Linked DNA regions of Cricetulus griseus: region 2 is linked to region 1. Evidence: chromatin contacts called from public Micro-C data. All regions are on one chromosome and are shown on one strand. Each heading gives the region's core, a stretch centred on a gene start, on an enhancer-like site or on the middle of the called end of the contact. The rest is flanking DNA. Distances are from core to core; before and after follow the strand shown.

Evidence for each region. A called contact is a pair of places that touch in the nucleus more often than the background predicts.
Region 2: a contact with region 1 is called in a Micro-C map of the CHO-K1 cell line, with 4 times the contacts expected there. The contact joins the promoter of Atxn1 here to the enhancer-like site in region 1. A contact is called at or near these places in 3 of 8 Hi-C or Micro-C datasets (the CHO-K1 cell line and fibroblasts).

What each region holds. Positions count from the first base shown.
Region 1 is chr3:265,339,911-265,347,013 of CriGri-PICRH-1.0, reverse strand. All of the region lies in intron 5 of Atxn1 (ataxin-1), which reads left to right. Among named protein-coding and RNA genes, the nearest start is that of Gmpr, 120 kb to the right of the region's middle. Within about 2 kb of position 3,908, at least 1 of the 6 cell types and tissues checked has open chromatin away from gene starts, as enhancers often do. A contact at or near this core is called in the CHO-K1 cell line, where this site is marked.
Region 2 is chr3:265,665,172-265,672,274 of CriGri-PICRH-1.0, reverse strand. Atxn1 (ataxin-1) reads left to right here and starts at 3,788. Exons shown (of 7, transcript XM_027410018.2): 1 at 3,788-4,009.

The DNA of each region.
Region 1 (7,103 bases), core at 2,659-5,158:
GCATCGGGCTTGAATCTCTTAATGATGACCACACAGAATGGTATTGTCTCTTTTCCGAGACAGTCTCATGAACCCAGGCTGGCCTTGAACTCAATGTGCGGACAAGAATGACCTTAAGCTTATCCATCTGCTGGAATTATAGTTGTATGCTGTCATGCCCAGTTTCTACAATGCTAGGGATCCAAGTGAAGGTCTCTTACATTAAATGATAGGCAAGAATTCTACCCACTGAACTATATTCCTAGCCCCTAAAATTTGTTTTGAGGAACTTTTCAAATTTACTTTTTCTTTTTTTTTTTTTTTTTACAAATAGTATCATAGGGTATTTACTGTGGTGTAGTAAGATAGGCATACAGACTGATTAAAAAATAAACATAGGTCACAAGCATGGAAGGAGTATTTCCATGTAAAAAGAATATCGTATAGCATGTAGGTAATCTTCACAATAAATGTCAATTGTGTTGTGGTTCTTAACTCCCAGGTGGTGAGAAACATCACCAGACTCTGGGGCTTCCTTTCTTTCCTGTGTCCTCAAAATTGCCCTCATCTTTCTGTCCTGCCTCAGTGCAGCAAAGACTCTGAACCCAGGATGAGTGGGCTGGGACATCAGACCTTCCCGGTCCCTGCAGATAGTCAGTAGGAGCTGTGATTCTCAGTTGCAAGGGGAGATGGCTGCCCTAATTGTTTCAGCCAAGCCTTGATGTGCCTATGTCTGATTCGAAGCCATGGGAGGACACTGTAAGTGATGTCTGATACACTCTCTGCCTTAGTCCTTCTGTTGTTCCTGCCCTGTGGACTCTGTGTGTGTGTGTGTGTGTGTGTGTGTGTGTGTGTGCACGCTCGCATGAGCGCACGCGCGTGCCTGTGCATGCATGCATGCATGTTGTTTACCAGAAAATTACTATAAACTAGTTGTCTCTCATTTTTGTCAAATGTCTTAGAAAAAAGGCATAAAACCATGCCACTGATGTACATGGTCTGAGGGTCCTAAAGCTCCATCAAAGGTTGGATAAGAAAGAAATGGGGTGGTCACTAATGTGTATAGAGAGCACCCCTCCCCAAGCTCCTGGGGATTCTCTTTCTTCTTCCAAGGCCTTTAGAAAATGCCAGTGTGACATCCCAGAGATGAATGCTGGTGTGTAAAGTGTTAAACTCTTCACAGAGTTCAGCCAGCATCCTCTCCAGCTGGGAGGAAGAGAGACTAGCTTTCCAAAGAACGACATGTTGCACATGGCTAATAAAAGAAGAATCAGCGCCCGTACACAAAAGTTCACTGTTGATGAAGTAAGCTTCTTGCGAAGCAACCGATGCATTTCTTGATTACTTAACCATTATTTTCATGTCCTATGGTACCCAAGTTGTAGGCTTTCTGAGATTTTGCTGAAGAGAGTAGAGGGAGGAGCTTAGCAGCTTAGCTTCAGACAGCATCTTTCTTTCCATTCACAAAATGACGTTCTCTATTCCACACCATTTTTTAAGTGACACCTGGGATGAGAGAACTATCTTTTAACATTAGAGTCTTGTTTGAAAGTCAGATTTCTAGAATGAAGTTACTCATGGTGGGAGGAGGGACGGTGGATCCCAGCCCATGACTTTCCTATAACTTCCTCTGCCTTATGAGACTGCATGCTGGTTCTTCATGAAGCTATTTATAGCACCAAAATAAAAACTTCCACTTTTCTAGATGCTAAGCTCTTTGAGAACAAAGAAATATATTCTTTTTTTAAAACCTTTAACACAGCATCAGGTATAAAAGAGTCACTTCACTAATGTTGGACTGATGGATGATTGCTCTAAAGAAAGAAGAAAAGTGATTGTAGGAAAGGTTAAATGGCTCAGGAGCCCTTGTGTGAAATGTCCATCTGCATGTGTTACCACAATGGTCAGAGTCAGAGCCTGGGCCCTGGCAGCCCTAACAAGCTGGGCTCAGCCATCCACACTCATTAGGCCAATTAAAGGCACAATCAATAGTGAAAAGCAGATTTATTCAATGTGGCCACATTGGGAAGAGGAACAGAGAAGTCCAGTGACACCTTTCCAAGTCTTTCTTGGGGTCTTGGCAAAAGGCATGCATAAGTGCAGCTCCAAGCGCTGACCCTAACAATCTTGTAGCCCGAATTCCCGGAGGAATTCCACAGTTGAGAGGAGAGCTGAGAGGAAGGATGCCTTCCCAGAACATCTGTGAGGCCAGGCAATGGCTTGGAAATGACATTTTAAAAAAGCAAGAGCAAGTGGCCGTATGGTCTAAGTATGGCCATCTATGCCGGGAGAGAAAGGATTTGTGAATGCAGATAGAGGAGGTAGCCTGAAGCCACCACACCTGAAGGGCAGATGCTTTCTTTCTTCAGTGAGCCAGGCTAAAGCCTGGCTTGGGGAGAATGTTCTGAGGAAAGGAGGGAAAGAGAAGGCAAATGCTTTGTGCTAACTCTGCACAATGAGAAGACAGCGGGAAGAAAACTGACAGACCCAAAGAGGACAGGTGGACAGACAGACAGACTGTTCAACCTGTTTGGGGCCTCTTGGTATCCTTCAGAGATGTAGTTCTTGTCCACCCATCTGCATAAGGCCCAGAGTTGGCCATCACTCACCAAATCCCTGGCAAAATGACCAGTGGACAGTTATGAGGCAGGCGCATAGGTTGCCGCAGAGATCGTTGTGAGGCTGTCTGCCATCAAGGAGTCCCGCCTCCAGTTAGCATGTCACTGGAATGTTCAGCTGGATCAGGTGATTTCTGCCTCCCTTTAGAGCAGGAAATTTCAATGGCAGCACTGTTGAAACCTGGGACCAATACTTCTTTGTTGACGATAGAGAGAGAGATGGAGAGGAAGGGGCCTGTTTACCCTTCAGCTAGATAACAGTGTGGCAACTTGCAGTCGTGATAATCAAAACTGAGGTGTGGCCAAATGTCCCTTAGAGAACAAAACTTCCCCCAGGGTGAGAACCACACTGTTGAACAGGGACTGAAGGGACCCCCTAATGTGGGAAATTACCAGTGCGTGGTCAGGCACACCTGTAGCCAGCCCCTAAGCAGGTGGGGCTACAACATCCCCTACAGCCCCCCTCCCCCCCCCCCCCCCGCCACCAACTCAACTTCATGTCTTCCCAAACCATGAGGCAGGAACTCTAACTCGTGTGTGTGTGTGTGTGTGTAAGTAAAAATGCAATACACACCAGCTTTAGTCTGTCTTTAGAATGCAGAGACGGTATTTGCTTTGCCTTTAATTTGACAGCCTGATTACTTTTAAGGTGTCCCCATAGAGACTGGCAATAAGACCTATTAATGTAAAATTTTAATAGCGCATCAGGGAACATTCTTCCCAAGAACACGTTGTCCAAGTAACCCAGCAGCACTTTAAATGTCACCACACAGCCACCAGAATTCTGAGGTCAAGCAGAAATACCACCCTTTAATCTGAAGATGGGAATGTTAGATGACCACTAGTGACCTCTAAGAACTCCTCAGCAGCTCTTCACGGCCATGGCTTACTTTCCTTCCAGGGTCTCCAAAAAACTTCCCAGCTCTGAGGTCAGTCACGTACCAAGTCTCAAAAATCCTGAAAGGGGCGACAAATGGGCTTCTTTTCTGTCACTGGTTACAGTTATTTCTGCTTAGCATATTGAGAAAAACGTCTCATGGGTTTAACCCCGGCCAGGGTCTGGGGACCAAAGCCCATTTTGTGTACTAGCACTCCATTCGTCCTCTCAGTTGACACCCCCCCCACCACCACAGAGGCCAAAGGCTGGTATCGCTCAATCAGTGGGACCTTCTCCTCAAGCCAAAGAAAACCAATGTCCTAACAGGCTTTTGTCTCGCCTTCCAACAAAAATGCATCACATTGAAAAGACCTCTCCAAGTGCTGCAGGTCATAGCGGCGCTGTTTGTACTGGGAAAACACATGGCCGACCAAGCATTCTTTGCATTCTTCCTGGAGTCGAGTCATAAAGGCATCATAGTCCCACTACAAGGGTAAAGGTGGTTTTTACTTTTCTTTTTTTTCTGTGTGACTCCCAGAGGAGGAACAACTAACCTAGTCACAAACATAAAACACATGTTCCTACATGTATGTACCCTATTACCCCCCTTGTGGAGAATATGTGTATAACATAAAACATATGCATGTACATATATGTATATGTGTGTTTATGTGTGTATACAACATGTTCCTTCATGAGTGTATAGCTTGTCCCCCCCAGAGTATGTATATTAAAAAAACAACAACCAAGCTTAAGTGTATACATATAAATGCATATATACATATTCCTATATATATATGTGTGTGTGTAAAACTTGGGTTTTTTTCCCTCGTGGAGAATGTGTAGCACACACACATACACACACACACACATACATGTGCATGTACACATCCCTACATTTGTCCTTCAGTATTCACTAGAGTTGTATCTATGGCCCCCTATGAGTAACAAAACCAGTAGAGGCCATAACCCTTTAAACAAATGACAGCCTCCACACAGCCAACCATCTCCAGCATAATACTACATAAGTGCTTCTCACATTGTTATTGGTTAGGGAATAATGGCAAGAAGGAATTCTTTGCAGGTTCAGGGTAGGTCTGCTGGGTGATCAGTGTGTGGTTGAATGTAGAGATGTGTAGAGGTGGAGGGCACAGATGCAGAGGGCCAGCCACCTAGCTTTACTACTTGGGTCAAAAACCTGTCTTCATTTTTCACTGTGACTGCTAACCTGTGTTCAATAGCTTGGATATTTCTCTTTGAATCAGAAAAACTTACACACTTTGGGTCTCACTTTCTCCATGTGCCTGAACACCTACAGGAAATGAGATGGAGTACTACGGTCTGATTACTTAAAGTGTTGCAGTAATCTGGACATAATTTCTGCCTGTGGCCAAGGAGGAGCAGAGGTGGCTGGATTGCTCTCTGTATGTGTAGATATGGCTACATCAGAATTGGCTGCATTGCTGACCAAATGAAGGAGAAAAATGAGCCTAGATATTGATCTTTTAGAACAACAACTAAATAAATAAATACTTTAAAAAACAGATTGCATAAAGCAGTCTATCTTTGGAGGAGGGTAAAGAACACAAGGCTTGACTTCCAGTTTCAGCCTGGCTGGGCAGCTTTCTGGCCATGTCGCCTTGGACACAGCATCTCCCCTTATAGTCCTCATCTGTTGAATAAGAATAATGAAACTCAACAGCAGTCACCAGACCTGAATGAGGCAATCCATCAAATTCTGGAGACCTGGTGAAGGATTGCACAAAGGCCAAGTAATTTTTTTCTCCCTCAGAGATAGTATTTTTGTCAGTGTTCTTGCCAGCACACATCACATTTCTGAGTCAGACTGATTTCCGTAACAGATAATGGAGAGGGTGAAGCAGCAATTGATCAATTAAGTAGCCAGGATTGGTACAACACGGCTTAGTGATATGTGCCTGAGCTATAGTCATGGGAATTTGACTAGATCTATAATTCTTCCCTAGAGAAAAATCTAGAATAGATGCCTCCAGTGTGCTGATAAGTTTAGTGATTGGCTTGGGGATAGCAGGGATGTTTTATATATTTTATATGAATATTTATATATATAAATAGAAATCAAGCAATGGTTATATATATTTATACCTATATATTTAATATTAATACATATTTATATTTTATTTTTATGTATAGTATATTTAATTAAATATATTATATATTTATATATAAATACTTATATATGTATATATACATATAAAATCATTGAGTGATTTCTCTGAATTGATTTCTCTCAATGGGACAATATTTGTGTGTGTATGCGTGTCTGTGTGTATGTATGTTTACACGCTTGTGAACACATATGCATGTATACCACTATAGTTAATATCAATTAAATACATAATTACAAAATAGAGTGAAAATAATCAGGACTGATAAGCTGTAATATGATTTATTCAGTTAGAAATTTATATACTTTAGTTTTGGGTAATAGCTGTGAATAGGTTGTGAATTTAACAATCAGTTCTCACAGACCAAGACAAGTTACCTTCAATATGCCACTCTCTCTCTCTCTCTCTCTCTCTCTCTTTGGCACCATAAAGAGTACAAGATCATACCAGGAATCAGCAAGTTCAGGGACACCCCTGAGAGCCAGCATGGGAAACGCAGTCCTGGATGGCCTTTTATTCTGTGGATTTTGGATGAGCTACACAGTTGAGGTTTCACATTCCCCCCATATTTCTTTGGATAATGAAATGATCACTGAAAAAATGGCGTGGGGAGCTAATTTCTGGGGCTTTGTTTCATATTTGTGAAGATCCTGAAGCTGTGGATAATGCTGAATTTCATAGGATCATTCATTCCCTTTATTGGTCATGAGAAGACTTAAAAATACTTCTTAAAAGAAAAGGTTTTATTGTCTTCCTTTCTGAAAAGTCCAAGAGAAAATGAGGAACAAAGAAAGGATTGCCAAAGTAGACCATTCATGAAGCAGATGCTGGGAAAGGGACCTGCCAGTGGCCTGTGGCCACTTCCATAATCACAAATGATCTATGGGCTGTCTGGTGTCTGACGGGCAGCTTCAATTCAGAAATAGAGAATTCCAGAAGCCTATTTGGAAACCTGGCCAAAACCAAGTTACAGTCAACCTTTACAATCAAAATTGTCCAAGGGCCCAAAGCCAAACAAAACAATATTTCAGAATTGCCTTAAGTCAAAGAAATGCCTCAAACCACTGAGACTTAGACCCATGATATTGGGGCCAAAAAGAAGTTAGAAGCCGAGGAAGGGACTGAATTACAGGCAAAGTATGGCTTCCTGTTAGAATCCCAAGCTGAAATATATGACACTTTGTTAACGATGGGTTGTTGTGTTGTTGTTGTTGTTGTTGTTTTGTTCTTCTTGTTGTTAAGTTTTTTGAAACAAGGTCTCTCTGTGTAACAGTCCTGGCCATCCTGGAATTCCATTTGTAAACCAGGCTGGCCTTGAACTCACAGAGATTCGCCTGCCTCTGCCTCCCAAGTACAGTGCTGGGATTAAAGGTGTGCACCACTACCGCCAGGCTAAAGGAGTTTTTTAAGGCCGGTTTTAAAACCCAGTCACCTAAACAATCTAAATAGTGTAGTTTTATCAGTGTCTCAAGCACATTCTGG
Region 2 (7,103 bases), core at 2,539-5,038, 330 kb before region 1:
ACTGCCTCAGAGAACACATTCATAGCCAAGACCCCAGTACATTCACTCCTAGCCAGCTTCTTTAGTTGATGAAACAGTTACCCCTCAAATAGGAGGGCTAGTTTTAGGGTCCCTCTGAAATACCCAAATCTTAGATTGCATTATATAATATATGATATACATGTATTCACATCTTCCTACATGTTTTACATTATAAGTAATTTAAGTTTATAGTATAACTTTCAGTTATAAGTAGCCTCTAGATTACTTTTAACACCTAATACAATGGAAATACTTGTTATTCTGTATTATGTATGGAACAATGATGAGGGAAAAGTCTATAGGTATTCAGTATAGGTGACTTTGAAATATATATATATATATATATTATATATATATATATATATATTCTCTCTACCAGAAGCTGGTTAAGTTTGAGGATGCAGTGGTCCACGTGGAATGTGGTGGTATTATTCGTAATTGGTAAAAGAATGAGCATAAAGGTAACTTATTGTCAATTAAGTTCTGTACTGTGGCTAGTGTGCCCAGACAGAGCCCTGTAGTACAGAGCAGTGTTCTCCGCAGCTAGTTCAAAGGCAGACTCTGACTGCATATGTGGGATAGGAGCCTTGATCCTGAAGTCTAAAGTCCTCCAGATGGTGGTGCTATGGCAAGTGCTGCTACTTTTACACTCCAATTTGAAATGCAGAAATGTAATGCAAAAGTCTTGTGACTTAATATATAGTTGCTAGTCCATTTTAAACTTTCAAAAGTGGTCGGAACAAAACCATGAAAATAGATAGCAGGTGGGCCGGAGGCAGGGTTGAGACTTGAGAGCATTTGTAGCAGGATAGCAAGGGCCTGAGTGTGGATCCCAGCATTCATCACACAAGCCTGGCATCCCACATGCCTGCTACCTCAGCCTGGAGAAGGAAGAGACAGAAGGCAAAGGCTAGGCTTGTTGGCCTCTAGTCTAGTCTAGAAGAGATGACCCTCAGGTTCAGGTAGAGACCCTGCCTCAAAGAAGTGCTCAGATAGGATTCACAACATCTCTCTCTCTCTCTCTCTCTCTCTCTCTCTCTCTCTCTCTCTCTCTCTCTCTCTCTCTCACACACACACACACACACACACAAAATCTTTAGAGAAATAAATAGAAAGTACTAAAATTTCTTTTCACATTAAGTAACTCATAACACAGATTAGGGGTAAGACTCAGCAGGCCTTCTTCCTTAATTTGACTCTGTTTCAAAGCTTGACTGAGTCTTGTGTAAATATATCATCAGATTTGGGTTTAGGGGAATAATGCTATAAAACTGCCAACTGCCACCTTGAAAACTGCTCTTTTTCCATTGAGTTTTCATTTGCATGAGAACGTTTGCTTTTAAAGAACCTGTCTTGGTACTTCTGATGGTGCATTTGATATTCTGTTATTTGGAAACAAAATACTTCAGCATTCAAGTAATAAAACTGTTTCATGGGTATTATGTTTGTGTTGAACCTTGCAGGAAGCAAAAGCTGTAGGTTTGTGTGTGTGTGTGAGAGAGAGAGAGGGGGGGGCAGAGACACAGAGAGAGTTTATGGCTTTAATCTTAATGGCTAGGAAAGTAGACAGCACATTTCTTATTAATTATTTTTACTATGTGGGTAATGCACATATTTAGCTTTCTTTGGGGAACATTTAAATTAATTGACTAAGTCTAATATGAATTATGTGTTTTAATATGTTTAAGGTTGTTAAAATAATGCAAATTAACTGCTTGCACCAACGTAATAATTACAATATTAGTTTTTTCCCTTGAAAATTCTCTAAATGTAAGATGTCTAAAAATAGAGTGGAGGTGGATTGGACAGTTTGCAGATTATGAGCTGGAATAAAAACATCTCAGTTACGCCAAAAACATGGCAACCAATATTTTCTGTTATAAAAATATTTTAGATGGATTTCGGTTTTTTTATGAAAGCTGTCTGCAACTGAAGTGAAGAGCAGAAGCTTTGTTGATTCACGGGCCAGCAGTCACAATACCTGCAACACAAAGCATGCGCCTTTTCCACGCGAAGCCGGCAAGCTTCTGCTCCTTTTCAAAGACAGACACCACTCAGTTAAGCTCTGAACTATTAACCCTCACCTGGATAAAGCTCAGGAGGGAAAACAAAACTAGTCAGAGCCTTGACAGGAAAGTCCTGTTAACTGTCCACTAGAGGCTGTAATGAGACCAACAATGTCACTTGAGCATATGAAGTCTAACAAACATGGATCTTTAAGTGAACAACACAAGTTACGGAGGGGGCTGAGAGGGAAGGAACAGTCGTAGTTCTATTTAAGTAGCCGTGGATGTGTGCACGGTATTTCAAAACCTGAAAATAGATATGTATCCTACCCCCCCCTCCGGGCTTTTTTTTTTTTTCTTCTGAAGTGCTGGCTCCACAATTCAGTAGTTTAAAAAGCTCACGCATTTCTCCTGGTGATTCTGTACGCTGCTTCAGACAGTGACTAACTGTTAGGTCATAAGTAAACGGAGCCAAAAGGTCTCTCAAATCCCGCTTACAGTCAATAATAGTGGCTTCCTACAAGACCGAGGGATCGGGTTTCTAGACTCTTAGTTCTAAGCACCTGAAAGAGGTCAGATGCTGGCCTGACACCTACTGGTTTTCGAGAATTATCTGCAGCAAAGGGAACTCGGCACTGAGCGACCCTTGTAGGGTTGTGCCCGCTCTTTCTCCGGGTGCCACACCTGTTGGCAAGGTACACTCCTCCGGGGAAGATTCCTTCCCACCGAGCTCACACCTGGCAGTGCTGTAGCGGAGGGGGTGGGTGGGGGGACTCTATGTCTGCGTTCAGCCACCAGGACCAGGGAAAGTTCCTTTGCCGTGGATTCCCGAGAACCGCCATCGAATGGTCGGGGCACCGGTTACCTCACTTCCGATGAAATGAGTGATTCCCTGTTAGCTGAGAAAGGAGTGAGCAGGTCGGCTCCCAGAGCTAGAACTGAGACGTCTGATTCCTACTGCAGATTTCTAGACCTGCAGAATTAGATAGGAGGGTCGGGAGGCTGCCAGCTTGTCCGGGCAGGAAAGGTGAGGGCGCCAGTGCAAACTGAGGAAGCCTGAGAACTTTCCCGAGTTGCAAGCCAAGGCGCGGGCCCAGAGTCGGGTTGCTCAGGGCTCACCGGCTGGAGGGTTAACAGCGAGGATACAGTGAGTCCTCTTAGACACACACCGGGGTGGCGGGGTGGGGGCACCAAGGTCACTTCGGGATTAGAGTCAGCCGACTTCCCCGCATCCTTGCTTATTTTACCAGGTGGGAACCGAAGCCTGACACCCGCTGCGGTGAGTCCTCCAGGCTGCGAGCGTTGCACCCTACACTCGCCCTGTCCCCTCCAACTAGGTTGCAAGGAGACGGGGAGGCGCGCGAGCTCCGACGGGTCACCACTCCAATGACCTCATCGCCCCAACTTCCCCTCCCCTTTCTCAAACCTGGAAGGCACAGTCCCCACGGGCCGATGTCCGGGATCCGGAGCCGCAGTTAGGGAGAGGCACCGGGCCTCCCCTGGAGGGAGGGACCGCTGCTCCGGCCGGGTGCACAGAAGGGTTAAGGGCGCGGGCCGGCAGCCGCGCCGTGCGCTCGCCGTGCTCTGTGCGGCTCGCCGGGCCGCCTGCCAGAGGGTGCCCCCCCCCCCCCATGAAGTCGGATCCTTGAGCTGTGGCGGCGGCAGCCAACTGCTCCATATTTGGCTTCTATTACACATTTACATACTGGAGCGAGCGAGCGAGCGCGAGAGAGAGCGCGAGGGAGGGAGGGCGGGCGGAGGGAGGAGGGAGGGGAGGGGGGAGGAGGAGGAGGAGAGAGCAGAGTATACCGCAGACATCATTTCTACTACAGTGGCGGAGCCGTACAGGACCTGTTTCACTGCAGGGGGATCCAAAACAAGCCCTGTGGAGCCGCAGCTAGAGCTACAGCAGCCGCAGGACACTGTGTCTCTCCCTCTGTCCCCCCTTCCCCACGCAACCCCAGATCCATTTACACTTTACAGTAAGTGGCTATTTTTTTTCCTCCTCTGATTCTTTCTCTCCCCCTCCCCCTTCCTCCTCTCCCCCCCCCTCGATTTAGATTAAAATCACCCCCTCCCTCACCCCAATCCTCTCTCTCCGGAGAGGGGCCAAAGAACATCCAGCGTACAATCTCCCCTCCCCCAGTCTCAATGGGCTACAAGGAAAACAGCTGGAAGAGGAGCGAAGGAAACCGACGCGTCGTGGTGTGTGTGCGTGTGTGTGTGTGTGTGAGTGTGTGTGTGTGTGTGTGTGCGTGTGCGCGCGCGCGTGTGTGTGAGTGTGTGTACATATACCCCTGCCGGGCTCCAGCCTCCCGGCTCGGGACCCCACTCTGGGCGCTGGAGCAGCGGGCCCGGGGAGCAGCCAGGGGTGGGCCGCCCCCAGGAGAGGGGGCGCGCCCGGGCAAGGGGCGCGGGTGGGGAGAGCGGCGGCGCCCCGCTCAGGCTGCTGCTGGCCCGGCGGCGGCGAGAGCCGAGAGCCTGGTCCTCCTCCCTCCTGGTGGCGCAGGGGGAGGCGGCAGCGGCTGAGGGTCGCGCTGCCCTCTTCGCTTTTGCAAATTCTCCCTCCCGGGAGGGGGCGGTGAGCGCCGCGGGGACTCGAGGGAGGGCTGGGCTTCCCCGCCCGGGGTCGCCTAGCTTGTGCGAGGCGACCCCAAGACTGGGGTCTCCCCGCCCAGGCCAGCCTCTGGGGACCGGGGACTTTGCGCACGGCCTGGGGGAGAGGAGAGGTGGCGGCGCAGGGGGCAGGGGCGCGCAGGCTATCGGAGCGCAGCGGGAGTGGCGGCGGGGACGGGCCCTGGCTGCAGCCGCCGCCACCGCCGCCCTGTTGGTGCGGCCGCTTCCTGATCCAAAGCAGCCGCCGCCGCCGCCGCCGCTGCCGGAGCCGGAGCCCGAGCTTCCCAGCCCGGCCCGGCCCGGCGTCCCAGCCGGCGCCCGAGGCAGCAGCCGAGGAGGGGCTCTGCCCTGCTCCGGGACTGCTCGGCTGCGCGGCGGCAGGGAGGGTGAATGAAGATGGGAGGAGGGGAAGGAGGAGGCGGCGGAGGAGGAGGCGCTGCGGGGATTGGGATGCGCCCCGGAGCCCCGCGGCTCGTTCACTCCGAGCCCGAGACGCCGCCTCTGCCGTGGCTGCCGCGGCCGCCGCGCCTCCTACGTGGTTGCAACGGAGCGCGCAGGCCGGTCCCGCAGGGGGCAGGGAAGGGGCCGGACGGGCGGAGCGAGAGGTGAGGCGGGGTCGGAGAGGAGGGAGTGAGAGCCTGTGAGTGTGTAGGTGTGTATGTGTGCGTGTGTTCTCGCGCCGAGTGGGGACCAGAGCCTCCGAGATGGGGAGGGGTCCCGCGGTGGTCCTTTGGCTGACTCTGCAGCGCCTCGACTTCTCCTTAGCCACCTCCTTCAACTCTGGGGCTTGTGCGCTTTCATTTTATTTCAGACCACGTAGAGCTGACTGGAAGCGGTGAAACAATTCAGGTTTTCTAGGGAGATTGAGCAAGGACCTTAGTGGTGGGGGGTGGAAGTAGGATGGTGATCTAGACTCTGCCAGAAAAAAAAAAAAAAAATCAGGGTTTTAAGACGGTGGAGTTCAGTTCGATCCCGTGGCTGTCCTGTTTTGTTTTGCTTTCTTTCTGCATAATCCTACAGATAAGAGGGTAATATAAATACTTGGGAAGGTTGGGAAATTGCTGAAGAGTAGTAAGGGCGAAAAAAAAAAAAAGCCAGTCGGAAGCTGGTTATATAATGCTCTATGTGGCTAACAAGAAAGGCAAGCTATTTTTATTTTGTTTACCGTATGTTGTGCAGTAGGAACTCCTCCAAACTGGTTCTGTCCCCGAAGAGATTTCTTAGCTTCTCAGAGAGAGCCACAGGATACAATTAGTAAAATTAGAAGACCCCACACCACCTACAGAATAAAAAGTAGTGCCTTACAGTAGAGTTCTCACCCTTGCATGCAGAGGACTGTGTGTGTGCAATATGTTTCCCTGTGGCAATCTAGTCTCATCTCAGTGACATTTCTGTTTTATAATGCAAGCTCCCCTTAATATTTAAACATCATTGCTATAGGTCGTACACAACAAGGTAGTTACATGCTGGTTATTTTTAGGCACAGCTGGTTACTTTTCAGTAGTGTTTGCAAGCTATTTCTATTTGGTTTTCTGAAAAGCCCTGCAGTTCCTAGAAGCCCTAAGTTAAGCCCACCCTCTGGTTTCTTGATGGTGGGTAGGTAGCTAAGACAGTTTGACAGCCGAGAGTTTATTTTTATTTTATTTTTGAATGAAGTTTATGCTAGTGGAAGCTAGAGGTAGCCACCAAAAGAAAAACATGTGCACGAACTCTTGGGAAGGGATTGCACCATAACAGTTTAGCTGTGGCATTTAATCTCCTCTGATTGTCCTCTAACTGGCCATGCATCAGTCAATATTTTAGCAGCTTTGCAAATAAATGGGCTTGAATGCTCCCTTCCATAGGAGGCTGAAAAGCCTCCTGCCTGTCTGCCTCTCTCATCATACAGATACTGTCAGTGGTGTTAGTTTTCTGTACACTTACTCCGGCCCTGATCACTCATGTAATTAGATCAGGCTGCCATGGCAACAGACAGTGTTTCTTGGTCCATTCAGGTGGGTTTGCCTGAACTACTCCTAGTGTTTTATGCACAATATTCGAGCTGCCCGAACCAGAAAGGAGAAAGACTTCGCCATTTCAATTGCATCTTCTTTCAGTCATCTGAACAGGAGACTGAATGAGGCTTCTAGCTACTTAGCTTCTTTAAAGGAAACCAACCCACTGTTCCTACTGGGTACAATATGTAAATGTATCTCCCCAGACAGTGAAAGGAGCCTGACAATCCTTCTGGTGTTTATTGTTAGCAGATCAACAAGTATTTGATACTTGCTAGAAACCTTTCAGAGCTCACTGAAGCAACGTTTCTTTTGCATTCTAGAGCCTTTGGCCTTGTAGGCACTTAACTCTTTCAAGTGTGAGAGAAGAGGACACCCATGCTTTAGGACTGAAATTGGGGGCAGTGTTGCTGGCTTTTTAGGTAGTTTACTAAGAGGAGCTGGCTTCTTGGGAAAGTATATTCCC